2 separate regions of the Mus musculus genome follow, and region 1 is linked to region 2. The links are chromatin contacts, called in public promoter capture Hi-C maps. All regions are on one chromosome and are shown on one strand. Each heading gives the region's core, a stretch centred on a gene start, on an enhancer-like site or on the middle of the called end of the contact. The rest is flanking DNA. Distances are from core to core; before and after follow the strand shown.

What was found. Promoter capture Hi-C pulls out the DNA fragments that hold promoters and counts their contacts.
Region 1: a contact with region 2 is called in a promoter capture Hi-C map of macrophages, with 5 read pairs. The contact joins the enhancer-like site here to the promoter of Fbxw7 in region 2. A contact is called at or near these places in 3 of 39 promoter capture datasets (embryonic stem cells, macrophages and neutrophils), 1 of 484 Hi-C or Micro-C datasets (CD4 T cells), 4 of 115 datasets of contacts at active chromatin or transcription factors (bone marrow-derived macrophages, embryonic stem cells, microglia and 1 more) and 3 of 9 other capture datasets (adipose tissue, liver and macrophages).

The regions. Positions count from the first base shown.
Region 1 is chr3:84,567,219-84,572,744 of GRCm38.p6, forward strand. All of the region lies in intron 1 of Arfip1 (ADP-ribosylation factor interacting protein 1), which reads right to left. Among named protein-coding and RNA genes, the nearest start is that of Gm35410, 12 kb to the right of the region's middle. Within about 2 kb of position 2,508, at least 29 of the 459 cell types and tissues checked have an H3K27ac peak or open chromatin away from gene starts, as enhancers often do. A contact at or near this core is called in bone marrow-derived macrophages, macrophages and microglia, where this site is marked.
Region 2 is chr3:84,812,632-84,818,023 of GRCm38.p6, forward strand. It overlaps Fbxw7 (F-box and WD-40 domain protein 7), which reads left to right and starts at 2,946. Exons shown (of 14, transcript NM_001177773.1): 1 at 2,946-3,138. It overlaps Gm35486 (predicted gene, 35486), which reads right to left and starts at 1,802. Exons shown (of 1, transcript NR_165832.1): 1 at 1-1,802.

The DNA of each region.
Region 1 (5,526 bases), core at 1,258-3,757, 250 kb before region 2:
AAATTAAACACTCATTCAAAATTAAATACTCAAAGAAATAGAAATATAACTGAAAGCATCTTAGTACAAGCATGTGTTGTATCTTATTTAATAAAGAAATAACAGGCATTTCCACTAAGATTGAGAATAAGGCAAAAATTTCAGCCATCTCCACTATTATTCAACATTATACTAGAAGTCTTGACCATTCCAAACAGTTAAGAGAAATTAGAGTAATAATAAAGAACTTTATCTCTATTTGCAAACAATAGGCAGTATATGTCCCCCTAAAAAAATCGATGATAAAAGGAATTCAAAACAAAATCAGCCTGAATATGTAACAACAATCAGTAGGCCAAATGACAGAAAAAAAATCCCATTTGTAATAACAAGACTAAATAGTAATAAAATAAGCAATGTGTAAATGCACACTGTAGCATTCTTTACGACCATAAAACACTGGAAATCATCTATGTCTATACATACAAAAGTGACTAAACTACATCTAAACCAGGCAAGTTCAACTTTTGACACTGTGAAGTGTTGCCATTCACAAGCTTCATGCTCAAGAACCTTATAGCTAAGTTTAGAAAAAAAGTGTCATGATGTCCTAAGTTTACAGTTTTGTGCTGAGCCACATTTATAGCTACCCGTGGCCCATGTAGCTCACAAGCCATAGGTTGGACATGTCTGAAACCTTGAAACTGCTCACTGAAAAAAAAGTCTGACAAGCTCATTTTGCTACCTCTATCTAAGAAGGAACATAAGAAACTGGGCAGGAAGCATAACTCGGAAACAAGGTAGATGGTTCCTCTACAGGGGCAGTGAGAAAATGGTGGCATGAGGAGTTGGGAGGATGGTGAGGTACTGACACCTCTAGCTACAGTTTTAAAACTAACTCTGACTCTTAGAGTCATAATAATGCTCACATACCCTTGAAAATAATTTTAATGAAAACTATAACTAACAGGGTGAGTAGAAACTGAAAAACAGAAATACTAAGAAGTCAATCTGTGTAGTAGACAGATAACTAAGCAAGCAGAGAAGAAAAGAAAATCAAATGGAGTGGACAGATGGTCACGAAGCAAATGTGTACCCCACACGTGGGAGAAGCAGGAGGGGCAGCACTTCAAGATCAGACTCAGCTGTGCACAGCAGGAGGCTACCTAAAGGTTAAATGAAAATCTGTGTAAAAGGAAAAAAGGAATACAAGAAAATATAGATATTGGGAACTTCATTTCAAACTGTCACAGGGAAGTTATAAGAGAGGAAAATGCTAACACAAACCCTGTGAGGTTGACCTGGAATCAAACTTTTAATATGTCTGCATATACGGGCGTTAGGTTCTCTCTGTACTGAGGAGTCTAGAAAGACTAAGTATACTTGCGCCCTAAGTCTTGGTCTCTAAACAGCATTCTCCAATGAAAAGAATAAAGATTCGGGGACAAACATTTCACTCTAAGGATGAGTCAAGAAAAACAGAAGAGACTACAATATCATCTAGTCAGAAAAATAAGGAAAATTTCCAAAAAGAATGGGAACACATCCAAAGAAAACAGGTGTGAGCTGAAGGAGCCACTAGTTGCTAAAGTTGGCTTAAATTGAGTAACAGCAACAAAACAGCATTTAAGGAAACAGACTAACAGGAGCCAGCCCTTAACAACATTCGCAAATAAATAAGTAAATGGGGAAAAGACCCTCGGAACTGAAAATACGAACGGAAGCAGATGGTGAGATGGCACAATGGGTTTAAAGCCTTGCTGTGCAAACCTGAGGTCCAACCCCAGCACCCACATAAAAAGCTGGGCATGGTCATGTTGCGTTGGGGAGGCAAGGATTGCTGAAGCGTCCTGGCCTCCAGGCCAGCTTCAAGCTCAATAAGTAGGAATCAGTCGCAAAGGGATGAAGTGGAGAGTGGGTGAGCAGAGCTCTGAAAGCCTCCTCTGGGGGTTCTGAGAATGCACAGCAAGCTGGCACCCAACTGTGCTCATACACCATCCATCCAATGATACAACTGGCGGGCGGAGGCACCAGTTCCTCAAGTCTGAGGCCAGTTTTGGCTACATCTTGAGTTTCTGGGATACACAGTGAGACTTTTATCTTCAAAGGGGGTCGCAGATTGAGAAAGAGAACGGGAAACAGGATCATCAGGTTAACACCACAAACATTGCAGACCACACCCACTTGATAGATGCTAAAATTAGAAGGCCAATTTTTGAGAAAAAATGGATCAAGGTTGGTTTTCCAGATTTTCCCACAATATACTTACCAACTAAAAGAAAAAAAAAAAAACAGTAACTTCAGAGTGGAAAAATTCAGCATTCAAACTCAAAGAGACCAAGGAACTATGACAAATGAGATATATTGTTTTCGTGGTATTCTTGCTAAAAATGTGTGGGCCTGAACTAATCATGAAAGCAAAATAAACACAAATGAAGAGACCGTCTGGGGTGACGTGACTATGAAGAGCCTCCAGAGGCTCATAGATTTGAATGTCTAGTCATCAGGGAGCTGCACTATTGGAGAAGACTTGGGAGGTGTGGCCTTGTTGGAGGAAGTGTTTCACTGGGTTTGGGTTTCAAAGGCCCATGCCAGACCCAGTATGCATGCACACACATGAGCATGTGTGCGCCTGAGCATGTTCTCTCCCCCCACAGAACTCCGAGCTACCTCTCCAGCACCCTATCCACCTGAGTGCTGCCATGCCCCCCGCCCCCGTGATGATAATGACCTCCCTGTGAAGCTGAAGCAAGGCCACAATTAATGCTTTCTTTTATTTATAGATGGATGAATAGATGCCTTTGTCACAGTGTCTCTTCATAGCAATAGAACAGTCACTAAGGCACAGTCTATAAACTATCTGATTATACTTGTCAAAAAGTATAATTTTCATGACAAACAAAGGAAATTTACAGAGTAGAAAAGACTATGGAAGCTGGACATAGTGGCACACACCATTAATCACAGCATTCGGGAGGCAGAGGTAGGGACATCTCAGTGAGTTTGAGACCAGCCTGATCTACTAAGTGAGTTTCAGGACAGTTAGAGCTATATATTGAGACCCTACCTCAAAAAGGAAAGGAAAGGGGAAAGGGGAAAGGGGAAAGGAAGAGGAGAAAAGTATGGAACCGGAACTAAATTCAGTGCAGGTTCCTTCCTAGACAGGATCCTATAATTGAAAAATAGTAGTTAAAAATTTAGGCTAATTTCAACAAGGGTAGCTTATCAATAATGTTATACTAATGTTGATTATTTGCTCTTGATAATTACAGTTATGTAAGACATTAGCAATAAGGGGAACAGGGTGAGCAATATAAGAAATTCATTTTACAACTGTTAAAGAACCTAAAATTAGAACAAGGGCTTTAAATAATAAGCATTTCTAAGCAGAAGTGGAGAAGTTGCCTTGAGCTAGAAGGGGAAATTTCTTCCGCTGAGATCGGACTGGAAAGAAAAGGCCTACAGATGGAAAGTGAAAGACAGCTCAGGCCCTCATTTCTCTTATCTTCTCTCTGGTGAGAAGGGAGTAACTGTCTCCAAGATCAAACAGTAGCAATTAGGAAACTATGAGACAACTAAATAAATGATCAAGGCAGACAGAGGCTACAACATATCTGAGAATTGCAGAGATATTAAATCCATGCAATTTTACCTGTCCCATTCTATTCCATGCTTATTTTTTAAAGTTATGTTTATCCGTAACTTAGATGACTAATACACATATGTGGGCATGAGACCTAAAAAGCCATGTTCGTGGGGATGGAGAGATGGCTCAGCTGTTAAGAGCACACACTGCTCTTGTAGAGGACCTAAGTTTGGTTTCCAGCACCCATTTCAGGTCGCTCACAACCACCTGTAACCCTGTTCCAGAGGAACTTAGCACCTCTGACCTCTGTAGACTCAGACCCAGACACACACACACACACACACACACAAGCACACACATGCACACACTTTAAAAAAAAATAATAAAGTTAATGAGACAGGCATAGTGGTGCAGGCCTTTAATACCAGGAATCAATAGGCAGAATTAGGCAGATCGCTGAGTTCAAGGCAAGCCTGGTCTCCATAGCAAGTTCTAGGAAAGCGAGGGCAAAACAGAGAAACTTATCTTGCAAAACAAAAAAAGTTAGGGACTTGTAATTTGTGCTGTGTGTGTGTCTGTGTCTGCAGACATATACATATATACATACACATGACAGGCAGGATGATTATTTAAGCCTCAAACCTTACCAGTTTAAGGCTAATGAGTGCCTGTCTGTCTGTCTCTCCCTCTCCCTCCCCCCCGCCCCCACACTAAGCCATCCATTTTCTGCTAGAGGCATATCTCAAGTGGTAGTCTGTAGTGCTCTGAATTAGCAAGGCCATGAAGTAAAGCCTACCCACTCTCACAAAAAAAGATACACCTTTTCTGAACTTTATAGAAGGGTAACTCTTTTTTCTTTTCTTTCTTTTTGTTTTTTCCTGATAAGTTTTTCTCTGTGTAGCCCTGGCTGTCCCCGAACTCACTCTGTAGACCAGGCTGGCCTCAATCTGAGAGATCTGCCTGCCTCTGCCTTCTGAGTGCTAGAATTAAGGCATGCCATTGCCTGGCTAAATTTAGCCATTTTTTAATACTGTCTTTCAAACAGAGTAACAAATTACTACTACAAATTACCAATAATTTTCAGGCCCTCATAGGCCAGTTATATCATAGGCCAAATATCTTACATTATATCTCAGGCTTATTCTCTATAACCAGGTAGAGGTATTCATTAGTTAATAAACTACTAATTACCAGTAATATATATAAATAAATGAGTGCCTGAGCTGTCTTTCACTTTCCATCTGTAGGCCTTTTCCTTCCAGTCCCATCTCAGGGGAAAAAATTTTCCCTTCTAGCTCAAGGCAACTTCTCCACTTCTGCTTAGAAATGCTTATTATTTAAAGCCCTTGTTCTAATTTTAGGTTCTTTAACAGTTGCAAAATGAATATATATATATTCATTTTGTGTGTGTGTGTGTGTGTATATATATATATATACACACACACACATATACACATATATTTCAAGTTTATAAGTCAATTACAATGACTTGAGATTCATTAGCTTTTACTAAATAAAAATCACTTGATTTCTACAAACTGAAGAAAGTAACATATTCAGAGGAAAGTCAAATAAAAATTTTAATGTGGGAGAATTTAATAAGGGGAATTCTGTGTCCTACAAAATTTAAATGCAGTCAGGGTCTTTTTAGAACTCAGGGAAAATAGAGCAACATGTAGTAGATTTGCCTGGTTCTCCCAAAATAAGAATCAAAAGACTCCGGACAACATTGAAAAAAAACAAAATCCCAGTAGTCATAGTCTCTATGAACCACTGAGTCTAAAGATTCCAAAGCTTAATATTAAACATCTATGAGATGAGAGCTACTGAACAGATATCAGAGTTTTTCAAACTAACATGCCATATACTACAGGAGCTCTGAAGGTAAGCTGAAGAAAAGCAGACATTGCAAGGAAGACATAAACAAGACATACATGGTAATATCATATTGAATATAAATG
Region 2 (5,392 bases), core at 1,696-4,195:
GTGAGTGCCACTCTGACCCTCAGCGATGATCTGACACTCTGCATGGTGCACTCCTCCGAAAGCATCCTTGGCTGCACAGCTCTGACTCTGAGGTGCTCAGCTTCCCAAACCCCTATACACCTGTATTTTATTTCTTTACTTCCTACTGTAAGGAAGAGAGTTCAACAAAAGGATTAGGTTGGAGCCATGCTGGCCTACTGTTTATTAATTGATCTGATTCCCTGTGAATCTTATTGAATACAGCCTGTGAATGGATCTTGTCTGTAGACAGTCAAACCCAGGGTACTTAGGGCAAGTTATATGACTCCTGGGATTTCAGAAGGACCTGGTGCAACTTGTCTCTCCTTGCTTTTGTGGCATCCTCCTCTTCCCTTCACTCACTCTTGTTTTTGTAGCCTTTGAACAAAAATGAACCCTTGATTTATCAACATAGGCATTTTCTTGATCTACTTTGCACGAAGTGGTAGCAGCCGTGGCATAAACCTGGGCTTGCTTCTTAAATGCGGACAGAGCATGTTTGGTCCAATCTCCCAAGAAGGGTGGAGAGACCCGAAGCACTTATGATAGCCATCGCTGTAGCTTCCAGAGGGACGGGGTCCAGCCACACAACTGTTTCCCTTCATCTTTGCTGCTGCTTTAATCTCACTGTCACACCACTAAGGAGGGCAAGTAAGTTCGTAACAGATTTCTGAGCGCTGTAGTTCTTTTATCTCGAAAATTCTTTTATTAGAGAACCACAGCTTACATTTCATGAGTTTTTCCTTAAACATTTCCTAGCCCAGAATCTGTAGGACAAACGGCCCAATAGATTTATTAATAACATACTCCCCACAACACACACACACACACACACACACACACACACACACACACACGAGAGAGAGAGAGAGAGAGAGAGAGAGAGAGAGAGAGAGCGCGCGAGAGCGCTTTGAAGAAAGACCTGAGAGGCGCCAAACTCTTTTGAAGATGGTTAAGGGGCACTCTGTTGACAAAATCTAAAAAGCTCCAAAAAATCCAAACAAGCAAGAATTACTTTTAAAAGGGGGCTCGACTACATTCGCCCCTTGAAAACATAGAAATCCCCTAAATAATATCCTAGATGTTGATTCTCTTTCAGCCCTGTTCCCCAGTCCTGCCAATTCGCCTCCTTTCCCACAAAACTCTGAAGTTGCGACTCTGAAGAAACGGCATCCTTTTTCTTTCGTGGCAGGGGGCGGGTGGGGGTGAGGAGGGAGATGTAGTACAACTTGTTTCTACGCTTCAACTTACAAAACGCGTGCGCTTCCACTATCACCTCTGAGTCCCGCTATTGCTGTGCTAGAGGCATTAATTCATTCATTCACTCATCAAACCTTCGTAGTGCACTACTACACACAATGCGGCGCAAGGTTTCACCCCACGCCAAGGGAAGGGTGGGACGTTCGCTCCCGGGAGCAGGTGCAGCCACTGGCTGTAGGTTAACTTTTCCAGCCGTCTCTCGGTTCCAGGATCTGCTCCGGGCCAAAAGCCTCACCTTCGGGTGTTGCGCGCCCTAGCCCGATCCCGGGCCTCCTCATTCCCAGAGGAGCAGTCCGCACCTGCCCCGGAGGGAACGGCGACAGAGCTCCCTCTCCGCGCCGCCCTAGGGTCAGGGGTAAGATCAGGCGGTAGCTTAGGCTCGCCTGGGCTCCTCCCCTTCCTCTCTTCAGTTCTGACGCGGCCGTAGAGGCGGCGGCGGCAGCGGCGGCGGTAGCAGCAGCAGCAGCAGCAGCAGCAGCAGTCCCGCGGCCCGAGGCGCACCCACCCGCTCGCAGATCGCGACTTCCTCTTCCCTTGGTGCGTCATCAGAACGCGCCGCAGCCTCCCAGGGCGGGGTGGCTGGAGATGGGGAGAAGAGGCCCGGAGAGGAAGGCGCAGAGAGGAAGGGGAAGGGAGGGGGAGGAGAGCGGTTGCTAGGCGACTTACGTCATCGCTGGGCGCCACTCTCCTCCCGCCCCTCTGTGGAGTGAGGCGAGAGCCCCGCACAGAGCGAGAGAGAGACAGAAGCTGAGCTTCGGGCGCTGCCGCCGCCGCCGGGGAGAGCGTGAGAGCGAGTGAGTGAGCGAGCATCCGAGAGACCCGGCATCCGTGCACTGGCCGCCGCCAAGACCTTTGCCGCAGCCCGGGCCATCGGGAGCCGCGGCCGCCGTCGGCTCCCCCCCTTACATTCCCGGCCGGCAGCGGCTGCTGCACACGCCGAAGCCGGAGCCCCAGCCGGAGCCGGAGCCGGAGCCCGAGCCCGAGCCCGAGCCGGAGCCCGCGGCCGGGGGGCAGGGAGGCGGCTGCCGCGGGTCGGGACTCGTAGCTGCTCAGCCGGGAGAGGACGCCCGCGAGGGGCTGGGCTTTCTGCCTCGTCCCGGACTGTGGGACGAAGGACCCCCCGAGGTGTAGGGAGGGGGTCCCGGCCGCCGCGACACATGCGGGAGCCGGGAGCGGGGGCGGCGCCGATCCGAGCCCGCCGGGTCCCCAGCCTTGCCGCTGTCCACACCAGCCGCCCGGGGCCGTAGCATCCCATAGCGGAGTGTATGAACCCCGGCCCCCAGCCCAGGAGCCACCTCCGGGCCGGGGGGGCGGGGACCCCGATGTGAAACGGCCGCGGCGGCGTGGTGAGCGGCCCCGGCGCCGCTGTCCTCTCCTTCCCCTCCCCTCCCCTCCACCCCCTCTGGGGGGGCTTCTCTTTGGGCCTGCCGCCGCACCCCGGCTCCTCGGCGGGACTCCAGGAGTTCTCGGCGCCCCCTCCCCGCCCCAGCCCCCCAGGGCGGTGGGGCCGGGGGGGAACCTGGGGGGCCGGCTGCAGCCTCCGCCCAGAGGAAACTTTACCCAAACAAAATCTTCGAGCTTTCTGATCGTGACTGTCCCGGGACAAGTGGCCCAGGACGGGCTGAAGCCACCACAGTCTGCAGGGACCCAGGAAGAGAAAAAGCGGTGAGCGAGCGGGGCCGCCACCGCCGCCTCTATCCCAGCAGCGCGGAAGAGACCCGGGTAGCTGCTTGGTGGAGCGACGCTAGCACCGCTTCTTCCTCAGTTCCGCGCCTAGCCAGCCTTCCGCAGCTGCCCGCCTCAGCCCGAAGGAGGAAGGGAGCCAGCCACATTGTCAGCGCCACCGCTCGACTCTGAAGCGTGAGTGGACCCGGGGGAGGGGGACATTATAAGGTGACAAGTGGGAGCGGGTGGGTGCTTTGATGCTGGAGTTCGGCTGTTCCTCGGGAGGGTTGGCAGTGGAAACCTTTCCTTTCTACCAATAGGAGAAAGTGTCAGTTTGCAGGAGTAATGCAAGTACTCGGAGTTTTTTCTTAGAGCAGCTGTGTCTCCAGAGTGGACACTTGCACCTTTTTGGACACTAAACTGAGAAAGCCTATGGCCAGCTCTGTCCCATGCCTTTTCCTGGCAACCTTATTCTGGCAGTGGTTTTTGTTTCAGGGAAACTCCCATGGATTCCCACGTGGGAATCACTTGAATCAACCCTTAATTTTTTTTTTTCCTTTCCTAACTATTGTTTTTGAAGTTGCCTTGGATGGGAAGACCAGATTTCATTTTAGTGCATAGGGGAGTTTGGTGCCCCCAACGCTTTATTTCCCAGGTCTACAGAGTCCGATGTGTAGGGTGCTTGCATGTTTCAGTTGGCTCAGGAAAATCCGAGTTCCTAAGATGCACAACCCACTGAAACTTATTTCAGGGAGAGCACTTAATAAATTACCATTTCGTAAAAGTTGCTGCAGCGCTCTCTCTCTCTCTCTCTCTCTCTCTCTCTCTCTCTCTGTGTTGAGGGAGAGAGGGAGTAATATGTTTTAAGTGGTAGCACATTTTTACTAGGTTTCTACTAGGGACTGGAAGGGCATGCATGCAGCTGTTTTTATTTGGCTCTACTTGTCGACCTTGAGACTTTATACTCTTTTAGGAAAACATTTAGCACTCTGAGTGTTAAATTAGAGGTATAGAAAAGTAATGCTCACATATGTAGGTTAAGCTGACCATCCTAAGGCTTAACGTACTGTAGGATTTCATGTAGCAAGGAACATAGGTAGTAGTTTAAGACTGGAATTCTGGTCTATCCAGACAGCTAAATGTGGGCAGAATAAAGATGCTCTGTAGAAATGACTAGAAACTTGGGAGTATCAATTTATCTACCCATCCATCCATCTTAATTTCTCCATTGAGGGTCATGATTAAATTTGTTTGAAAGTTTTTCACATTTCATGTTTGGGACCTGTTCTCCCCTCCTCTTTTTAAATAATGAACCTCCAAGTTTATCATTCTGCATTATATAGCAATGTATTTCTCTTTGACCAGCCTTCTCAATCTTTCAGGATACAGTTTGTTTGAGGAATGCTAAAACACTGTGAATTTACCTTACCTTGCTTTTATAGATTTTGTTTAATCTCTACTATCATCTGTCCCAACTTTTCTTTTCTTCAAGACTGTTTTTCTATGTTACCTTGGCTGTCCTGGAACTATCTCTGTATATCAGGCTGGCCTAGTGTTCACAGATATGCACCTGCCTCTGCCTCCTGAGTGCTGACTGGGATTAAAAGGTATGTGCCCTGACTGCCAGCCACGTCACAGCTTTTTTGAGTAGCTCCCTCCCCCAACCCTCATTTCTTTGGATAACTTTGCCCTCTTTTTGGATCTCCTAGCCTTTTTTTTTTTTTTTTTTTTTTGTTAGATACTTTGTTCTTCATATGATTTCATGAGACACTTTAAATTTTGCTTAAGTGGGAATTAGTATGAAAATATTGAATGGTAAATTTAACTTTAGATTTAGAATAAAACGTGTTTTTGGATCTGCTAACCTTACTTTGCTACCCTGATAAAGTCATATATTCCAGTTTTGAAAAAGATGATATTTGAGAAACTTAGACTTTAATAGTTTGCTTCTTGGAAAGGAGGAGAGTGGTACTTTGAGTTTGTACTGCATCTAATCAGAGGACCTGCTTTGTGTGTAAATTGGTTTTAAATTATGGAAGTACTTTACTGAATGTAGTAATAACAAGACATTTGCTATTTTCAGTCTTTTGAGGGTGACAGAGACAACCAACTACAAATTGCACAAAACTTTAGGAAAGGTTGAACTGGTGGGAAGGCTCTGTGGGTAAAGCTGCTTGTTGCAAGTCTAAGGACGTGGAGTCTGTCTAATGCCCAGAACCACAGGTGGACAGAGAAACTAACCATACAGAGTTGTTCTCTGACCTGTGTCGTATGTGTGGACATGTGGTGGTAGTACAGTTGTAGTAGTAGTAGCAGTAGTAGTAGCAGTAGTAGTAGCAGTAGTAGTAGTAGTAGTAGTAGTAGTAGTAGTAGTAGTGTAGTAGCAGTAAAAAGAAATACATTTCTTAAAAATGTAGGAAAGGGGACATATATTACCATTATTACTCAT